3 separate regions of the Mus musculus genome follow, and regions 1 and 3 are each linked to region 2. A link is a contact called in public Hi-C data. All regions are on one chromosome and are shown on one strand. Each heading gives the region's core, a stretch centred on a gene start, on an enhancer-like site or on the middle of the called end of the contact. The rest is flanking DNA. Distances are from core to core; before and after follow the strand shown.

What was found. Hi-C and Micro-C count contacts between places; a contact is called where the count stands out from the background.
Region 1: a Hi-C map of cortical neurons shows a contact between it and region 2, with 3 times the contacts expected there. The contact joins two enhancer-like sites. A contact is called at or near these places in 3 of 484 Hi-C or Micro-C datasets (cortical neurons and ventral hippocampal neurons).
Region 3: a Hi-C map of cortical neurons shows a contact between it and region 2, with 2.6 times the contacts expected there. The contact joins two enhancer-like sites. A contact is called at or near these places in 1 of 15 datasets of contacts at CTCF or cohesin (pro-B cells), 8 of 484 Hi-C or Micro-C datasets (the HPC-7 cell line, brain, cerebral cortex and 3 more), 1 of 115 datasets of contacts at active chromatin or transcription factors (bone marrow-derived dendritic cells) and 1 of 9 other capture datasets (embryonic tail).

Annotation. Positions count from the first base shown.
Region 1 is chr11:26,072,735-26,075,668 of GRCm38.p6, forward strand. All of the region lies in intron 1 of 5730522E02Rik (RIKEN cDNA 5730522E02 gene), which reads right to left. Among named protein-coding and RNA genes, the nearest start is that of Mir6372, 130 kb to the right of the region's middle. Within about 2 kb of position 1,372, at least 11 of the 459 cell types and tissues checked have an H3K27ac peak or open chromatin away from gene starts, as enhancers often do. A contact at or near this core is called in cortical neurons, where this site is marked.
Region 2 is chr11:26,488,918-26,491,683 of GRCm38.p6, forward strand. It overlaps Vrk2 (vaccinia related kinase 2), which reads right to left. Exons shown (of 13, transcript NM_027260.3): 9 at 856-976. Among named protein-coding and RNA genes, the nearest start is that of Fancl, 100 kb to the left of the region's middle. RefSeq lists an enhancer at 171-2,766. Within about 2 kb of position 1,359, at least 52 of the 459 cell types and tissues checked have an H3K27ac peak or open chromatin away from gene starts, as enhancers often do. A contact at or near this core is called in cortical neurons, where this site is marked.
Region 3 is chr11:26,771,798-26,774,955 of GRCm38.p6, forward strand. No RefSeq gene overlaps it. Among named protein-coding and RNA genes, the nearest start is that of Vrk2, 180 kb to the left of the region's middle. RefSeq lists an enhancer at 223-2,216. Within about 2 kb of position 1,859, at least 9 of the 459 cell types and tissues checked have an H3K27ac peak or open chromatin away from gene starts, as enhancers often do. A contact at or near this core is called in cortical neurons, where this site is marked.

The DNA of each region.
Region 1 (2,934 bases), core at 122-2,621, 420 kb before region 2:
TCCCAGCTGCTAGTGCTTTGCCATCAAATGTGATCGGCAGTTCCATCTCACAGAACTTCACTAAGAGCCTTGGACCAAGGAATAACTCTTGATGAGCTTGCATAAGCTGTAATGCAATAAATATGAGATCCTTCTTCACAGATGCAACCACCTTGGTCATTTCACAAAAGACATTTCTTGGGTTATTTCCATAATCCCCCATATTTATGAAATATACTTAAACCTTTCACAGCTACAGTTGGAGGGCATTGAGTGTCCATATAAGCTAAATGATTGGTGTTATTGGATCATCAAATGATACAATTTTGATATTCAGTTCCTACACATTGAATCATGATTATTTCCCTTTTGCTGTTTCGGTAAAGAATTCGACAAGGTTTCATTTAGAAAGAATTATCCTGGCCCACAATATATCAGCTCAGGTCACTAAGAAGCACAACGCAATAATATTGTCAATACTATTGATATGTCTCAGGAAAAGTGAGACTGGAAAATGCAGAAATGTCACCAGCTTTGTCTTACCTTCATTTTAATAGCGTGTAGCCTGACCTGTATGGGAGGGGTTGACTACTTCAATTAGGTTTACACTATTTTCAATAGGCCCTCAAATGAGTGCATTTAGCTGGAAAGCATTTCCTGGCTTTATTATTACTGTTGTCATCCTTAAAATGCATTCTATTTATTTTTTTAATTCACCAGGAGGGGTGGAGGAATATGGGAACAATAAAGAAAACGAGCCTGTAACATGCCCTTGGGGACCAATAGTAAAGGGAAAAGAATCACAGGGGAAGAGAGATGGCAGATGAAAATGAAAGACGTATCTTATTAGATCATCATAATTAAGAAGTAATAGGTATTCATAAAGAAGCCCAAGACCAAAGTCCTAAAGATGTCCTCAGTAGCAAAAGCAAATGTTGGCTAATAAGAAGTAATCAACAAATAATCTACATTAAAAAGCCATCGGAACCACAGGAAAATGAGAGGGCAGAGACCTGCCTTGTTGCCGTCTCCCCCCTGCCATAGTGCACTGTGGGCAGACCTAAACTGAAATTAACTTCCACAACACAACACTTCAGGCAAACACAGGTAAACAGCTTGTACCCCACGCCTTGGTACCTGTGGCTTATCATGGGATAGCCTAGGATTCAAAACCCTGAGATTACAGTTGCTGCCAGAGGACCAGGGGGATCAGGACTCATGAGGAGACTGACCCCACATCATGCATTTTGGCAGAAAACAGGAATTAATTGGATAGATTTTTCCTGTAGTTCCTGTGTTTTAAGTTAGCTGGACCTCTGAGCACTGAGGAGACAAGACTGAAGGGAAAGAGGACTACGTTTGGTCCTTGGACACCCCCTAGTGTCTATGTGAGCATGAACACGGCCAGCAGGCACGTTCTTTGCCTCTCTGTTGTACTGAACAGAATGCAAAGCTGAGACAGAAGTCCCTGGATGCCACAGGATTGGAAATCTGCTCTCTGGGTGGAATTCCGATGTCGAAGCCTCAGCTCAGTTCAGATACTTCCCAGAGTTCCCATTTAGTAACAATTTCTTCAGTGTGTTAAGAATCTGTCTCAAGAAAATATGGAAAATTATACCTGCAGCCAGAAAGGGGCCTATAATTTGTTTCCAAATTCTTTTTAAGAGATAGATCTCAGAGTTAATATAGTGATTGCAAAATGAAAAGGAGAGATGGAGGGAAAGCAATCTCTTCGGGAGGACCTCTGGCAGTCTGTCTTTATATAGATACCTTGGGAGCCTTTGCAGAAGCACTGTGATGTATTTATGTCTGCCCCTGTGATTGGATGTGAAGTCTGAATAAAGCCCGGGAAGATGGCTGGCCACTTCTCACAGTCAGCGGTTCTCCATGCGAGATTTCATTTGTGTGATGAAGATATAATTTAAAAGTGGCTCAGAAACGCTTTAGTATAAGTGCCTTTGAAGGTTCCTGTACAAATCATGTATGACTCCCTTTCCATCTAAGTAAATTAATTTTTGGTATCCTGTGGTTGGTTATCTATAGGGCTAGGCTTTCTCTGTTAACGTATTGTTGAAGTTATGAATTATTACCATAGGTTTCATCCACACTCATCTTAAAAGTGTAAAGAAGTCAAGTGTTATTCTATATAGCTCTCGCAAATGACCCTGCCCACCTCCCAGAACTCTCCACAGTTTGGGGGAAAGCATTCCATATATGAGTTAATGAGAATCCAGACTGCATTTTCCTACTTTTTCTAGCATTTTCTAACAACTGGTTGAGGAAAGCAACCAGTCCTTCTATTGAACACTGAAGACTATATTATCACAGCGAAGGGAACTTTTTCTTGCTGCATCTGGGATCTATCACCCAGACTAGATCTAGATCATAGCATTTTAGAGATGAGCATCCTTAGAGAGCATTACATTGAAGACTGTCAGAAAGGGAGATGTCAAGACAGCTTGGCCTAGTCCACAACCACCCTAAATCTGTGAATGGAACACTGTCATTTTTTTTATTTTATTTTTATTTTTTAATTCCTTCACAGGAAATGCTATTGCCTTAAATACCAAACAAAGATAGCCATGTTTCTGGTTAAATCCCACACAAAATAAACTTATTTGAAAAAGGAATCTTGGCATATGAATACAAAACGTATATAATTTTCTTGATCTTTAATCCCTATGCCAATGTCTGTTTTAGAGATTATGGCCCCTAACAAATCTGCTTAGTGAATTTTTGGCTGACAAACCTGGCAACAAAAATACTGTCTGAAATACACTCTGAAGGCTAAACATTTTTATAATAGCTACTTTACATAGCCTAGTAGGTTTCCCTTTAGGACACCAATTAGACCTTTTTCTTAAGTGACCGTATTAACTTTTGTGATTACACAGAGAGCTGATATTTTTATTTAATGCACTGGGCCTTCTTTTAATGCTTCTCAAGGAGATCAAA
Region 2 (2,766 bases), core at 109-2,608:
TGCATCTCTAATCCAAGCACTTGCGAGGCTGAGAAGGGAATCATGAGGTTGAAGCCATCATGGGCTACAGAGTAAGACCCAGTCCAAAACAACATTTACATCTGAAGATTGACTTATCTGGCTGAGCTGCCCTTGGTGTCTATTTTTATTATATGTTTTCCTAAAACTCCAGTGCACAGCAATCTCTCCATAGATAACTATTTCAGTTTACCTTAGAATGTGAGGAAAAGCTGCCCACTCTGTACCTTGGACCAGCTGACCAGTGAGAGACTTGTAAAACGCACTTTGTTCTAAAACTGACCTCCTTGTGCTAACAGCATCAAGGTAATAAACTTTGAATGTAGTCTATATTTGTAAGATTTATGTGGCTGCAAGTATGTTTCATATAAACAGCTCATGTAAAAGTTTTCTTTGTTTCTACTTCAAAAAAGAAAAAAGATATGCTTTTGGAGACAGGAGTATGAGGTATGCTGTTCTCCCCTGAGAAACACAAGCCCCCTCTCCCACCTCACCCTGCTCCTCTGCACAGTAGATACCGATCACACCAAAACCAGACTGCTTCCATACCCAGGCCCACACTAATTTACAAACAGTCCATCTTGTACACACCACCATAGGATCTAAGTGCCAGAAAACAGCTTGTCTGGAAACTGATGTTTTATTTTACATCTGCACTGTAAAATTATCAAGTACAGATATTTTTATGTCTTCGTGATTCTGGTTTTTAAAAAGTATTTTTCAAGCTGACGACATTAGTTTATTTTCACTGGTGCCAAGGGGCCATTCTCTCTGTCTTTTCTAGTCCCTGCTGTCGGTCCTACTGCATAAAGGGGCAGGGGGTTGGAGAATACCTACTTGGTTTTAGCAGTCTGGACAGCCACAGGGTCGTCCAGCTTTGCTTCCCAAGGAAGCTTCCCGAAGAGCCAGTGCAGCATGCAGTAACCAAGGATTTCAACATCACTCCTCCTGGACGGGGCTGCAGAAAGGGGAGGATGAGAAAGCTCGTGAGAAATAGAGAAATCTTTGAGTGAGCTCCCATTGACGAAATATGCAAAGGCCAAATGGGTAGAGCGTCATGTTTACTCAGCTGGAGTAACATTAACTGTCTGGGTCTCTGGCCTCGGTCCACAGACAGGCAGCGACTGGCTGCTGAAGTAAGGGTCAGTTTCTTCACCTCCTCCAACTTCATCTTTCCTTAGTCTAGCCTGTCATATGAACTTGATCCCATGGCCTCTGACATGATCCAGACAACCCATAACCCGGCACCAACACTTTCTCAAAGAGCCAAGCAGTAAAACAAAGAAATAAATGTCTGCAGCTAAATTGCTAACACATGTTCAAGGAAGTCCATGGGGTTTGCCGCGGTCACGCAGAGACCCTCTGAGTGCAGACTAAACACTGAAGGTCTTTCCTATTCTGTCACACCAGTGGTTGCACTTGAAGCCAGAAGAATATGACAAAACTGCCATCTAGTGTGCAGTCTTTAAAACCAGGCCCAAGAAGATGCAGTTCTGTGGAAGAACCACAACCATGGGCACACAGCTCCCAAGTGCTTCCCATATCTTCAGATACGAGAAGCTCTGCACAAAACTACTAGTCTTAAATCTGAAAGCCAGAGGTGAGGCAAGCATGAGGGGAATGTGGTCCAGAGGTATGGTGGAGAAGGAAGTTCTGAAGTAAAATAGAGACTTATTGTAAGATGGCTTTTATTAAAACATAGTAAAAGAACATGATCAGATCCCAGTAAATATCATAATTAACAAACTCTTAAATACTGTGGACTAATTTCATCTCATTTTGACATATTTTTTTTTCTCAAGTACCTTATATCAAAAGGCAGTGAGAACTAAGACTTGTTAAATTCAACTGACGCTTGGTAATAAGTCATTGAATTAATGACTAACACGCCTATAAAATAAAGTCATTTTATCAGCATTCCAAGCTGTTATAAAAACAATAAGGTGGTATTTATATTTATTCTACTACTTGAATGTTCATCTGTGCAGGGATATATAATATCCTGAGCAATATGTGGCTGTTAAAGCTGTTGTAAACAGGTATTCCATTTCATTGTCCTTAATGAAGTAAACTCTAAAAAGTCACTGAGTGAACTAGGTCTTTAATTTATAGAAGCATCTACTAAGAACAATTGTGCCACCACATGTGTAGCTACTCTAGGTCACCATACATAGTTTTAAAGGTGCTATATGTTGTAGCTACTCTGATTGTTATAAAAGCACAGCATATGGTTACCCTTACACATTCTCATCTTAACTGCTATTTGAGTACTGAGTTATTAAAGGACCTTCAATCCAGTAGAAGGCCAGGCCCATGGGTGCTGTATGTTTTGTGGTTGGACTTCAATATTTCTTAATGCAGGATTTGGCTCTAGTATTAAAATAGAAACACAATCTCTACCATGCTGTTATGCAATGATTTCTTCTGTGAAAAAATCTCCCATTAATAGAATGGCTCCATTTGTACAGATGTGTGCACAAGTTCTTTTTCTATTACAGGAATTCCTAATCACAACCTTTACTGCTCAAAAAGGATATTCTGACACACGTTTGCGAGATACTGGCTACACACAAGAGGAGAGAAAAACAAACCAATGTGAATGAATGAATGTGGAATGAAACTTCCCAGGAACTCTAGCTACCTCCAGCTGAGGGACACAGCTGAAATCAATATTTCATAAACTGGTCTTCATGTAAAATAGGCCTTTGAGAGCCAAGTTCACTTCACTATTATAGTTCAGTCTTATCT
Region 3 (3,158 bases), core at 609-3,108, 280 kb after region 2:
AGATATTCAGATGAGGTATTGAAAACAAGACTTCAGAGTTTACCAAGGATACTAAAACTGGAGGCTGAACAAATAATGAGGAATGAAACAATCAGACTCAAAAGGATTTGGATTGTATAAGTAATTGGATCAGCAGATGGCAAATGCAGTTTGGTACAGGAAAATGTAAAATAGAATTGAAGCAAAAGAAACAAACCAGAGAATATGTGCTAAATGGAACAATCACCCAGAATGCTGACCAGGAAATGGAAGGGAGGGGCCATCATAAAGCACAAATCACAGCAACTCCTCGCTTGTGGCCAATTCTGTTGTTTTACAATCCTATCAGAAAGGATGCACATGCATATTATCTATGCTAGGAACTGACTGTACCCTATGGCAACTGGCAGGGTCTTGAAATTTCCAATCATTTTATAATCTCAGTTTTGTAAAGACACCTTTCCAGTCTCAGGTTCCAAAACATTCTAAGGTTTGGCTTATTTTTCATGCCCATTTTCTTCTTTGTTTAGGTTCATGCACATGACTCTATAATTACCCTTCTCAGACATTGCTGGGAAGATGCAGAACAATGTTTTCAGGTTACTTACTAATTACCCTATATTTCACCTTGTCAGGAAATTCCCAAGACCAGCCACTTAAGGGTATCATTCCCCCTTTGCCCCATTCCCTGAAGATACAATGTAATCTTGCAGGGGTTGGAGATCAACTGCTTGGTTCTAGGGAATTCTTGGGAATTACAGGTATGGAGTGTGTGCTTGTGTGTGTGTGTGTGTGGTGTGTGTGTGTGCGTGTGAGAGAGAGAGAGAGAGAGAGAGAGAGAGAGAGAGAGAGAGAGAGAGAGATTGAGAGAGAAAGAGATTGAGAGAGAGAGAGAGAGAGAGAGAGAATTTTCTCGTCAGTTCCTTTTAAAGGGAAATGTCTAAATGTCTTCCACAGAGACAGACACAATAGTACCAAGGAAGAACTGACAGACGGTAGAGCACCTGATGGATCTGCTGTAGGTCATTTTTGAGAGATATTTGGAAACTCAAGTGAGTGAAAAAGAAAAGCAGAAAGAACAACCCCTGTTCCTCAGGGTGACTGATTAACTTGTCAATAACCACATGACTCAGGCCTCCAAGTCAGTCTGAAAAATGACAAACGTAAATTCCATTGTGCTTGTCAGAGAACAAATGAAATAGTATCAAAATTTTATCGCATACAAATACAAGCTAAGGTGAAAGCTTGAAAAAAAAGAGGAAAGAAGGAAAAAGTAGCTGGTGAACTGTTCTGCTCCTGCAATAACATGCTTTTAAGTGGATGACTGAGGCATCCATGGGCAGCTGGGCAGAGCCAGCATTTCCTTTTTATCTGCTGCCCCAGGAATTCTCACCCAGAGTTGATCTGTGTAACCAAGTAGGTACTGAAAGTAGTAGGTGTTTTCTTTTGTGTATATTGAAACCATGCTAACAGGAGGTTACTAACTGTGTCCCCATGGTTTTGTTACTTGCAGGGAGCAACGTTTTGAATAGCAGTCTTCAGTGTTCAGATCTAGTTGCATACCCTATGGTCACTGATACTCAACTCCAGCTTTTGTTGTGGAGAATGAAAATGACTTTCCCTGGCCTGACAAGCACACAAGAATCCTTTCATCACCAACTACTGAGGTCTGTTTTCCATGTGCAGAAAGTAAAGCTGAAGTCTGTTTACAAATCATGACTAAGCCCCTAGAGCAAAGTAGCCTGTGAAATCAATTCATCTTGTGAATATGTGAAGATGGCCATGGCTCTTTTGTATTGAAATTCTGCATTAGTTAGGCAGTCACATCTAGACTGTGACAGTTGGCTGAATGGAATTAAACAATGATAAAGCCCTAAACAATAGGAGTCAGCTAGACTGAGTCATCCGAAGAAGCTGTGCTCTGGAATACGATTTACCACAACCTCAGCTGCACATGTGTTTCTGTGGACATGGCTACTATGTAATTAGATGAGCAGTAAGTTAGGTGTTTAAAAATATTTTTTCAGGTGCTTTTTTGTATTCATGATAGATTCCTAACACCAAAAAAAATCAATCTCAATCAAAGCAGCAACTGAGTTTATCATAAATTATCATGGAAAGGTTTTCTACTGAGTAGATGGTTAATTACTATCTAATTTGAATATTTTTGCATATTAATGAGAAGTGGATGAAAATCATTTTTAGATTCTTAACTTCAGCTGAGAAACCCATGGAGATAATAGCTCCTTTACAAAAGACATGTGATTTCTGTTACTAAAGGAGATACTGATTTGTTTTTTTCCCAAAATTTACTGACTTGTTTTAAGGTGATGAATGGATTAATATTTTGCCATTAATATATTATATCCAAATGAAAGACAACTCCATTCCTTGACACTGTAGCACCTAGCTGCATTCCAGCTAAGAAAAATGGAAAAAAGATGAAGAATACGCTAAGGAAAAGTATAACCTTGCTCAGTCCTTCAGAGTTTCTAGAAGCAGACGTTTGTGCTTCCAGTTATGAGTGTATTTTTATATCTTGTACTTTTTGCCATATGAAATTCTATGTATATTTGTTTACAAGAGACGTTTAGATCTAGAATATGCATACCGAGCTGAAGGAAGAGATATACTCTGAAAATCACTGCTCCAGTCTACAATTTGAAAGAGTGACTAACAATTGCTTCCAGATTCAGAAATTGTTACTACTCAGAAGTCAAAAGTTCCTTTCATAAAGTGCCCTTGAACTCTTTCCAGCGTTACAAACAAAGGGCAATATTTCTTCTATTTTTATATACTTGGAGAAAGTAATTCGAAGAACAAATGATGTCTTTCCTTTCAGTTCTTTTTCCTTTACTCTTATTTTGTATGTAAAACAATTTGTGACATAAATTTAAGCTCTCTTCCTTTCTGCTCCACTTTGGACAGAATCTGCAGCATACCAACAATTCCATTAATCCAACTGGCTTTATCCAAGATTTATTGCAAACAAATGAAAACCAGTCATGATGAATTAAATCACATATATATTTTTATATTTTTGAAGTAAAACTTTATCCCAGGTTGGTAATATAAATAAGACATTAATTCTTATAGGCCAATGTTATTTTAGCACAATATTGATTTAGAAAGGCATTGGATAAATTGAAATGGTCTTAAATATATATTACTCCACATTA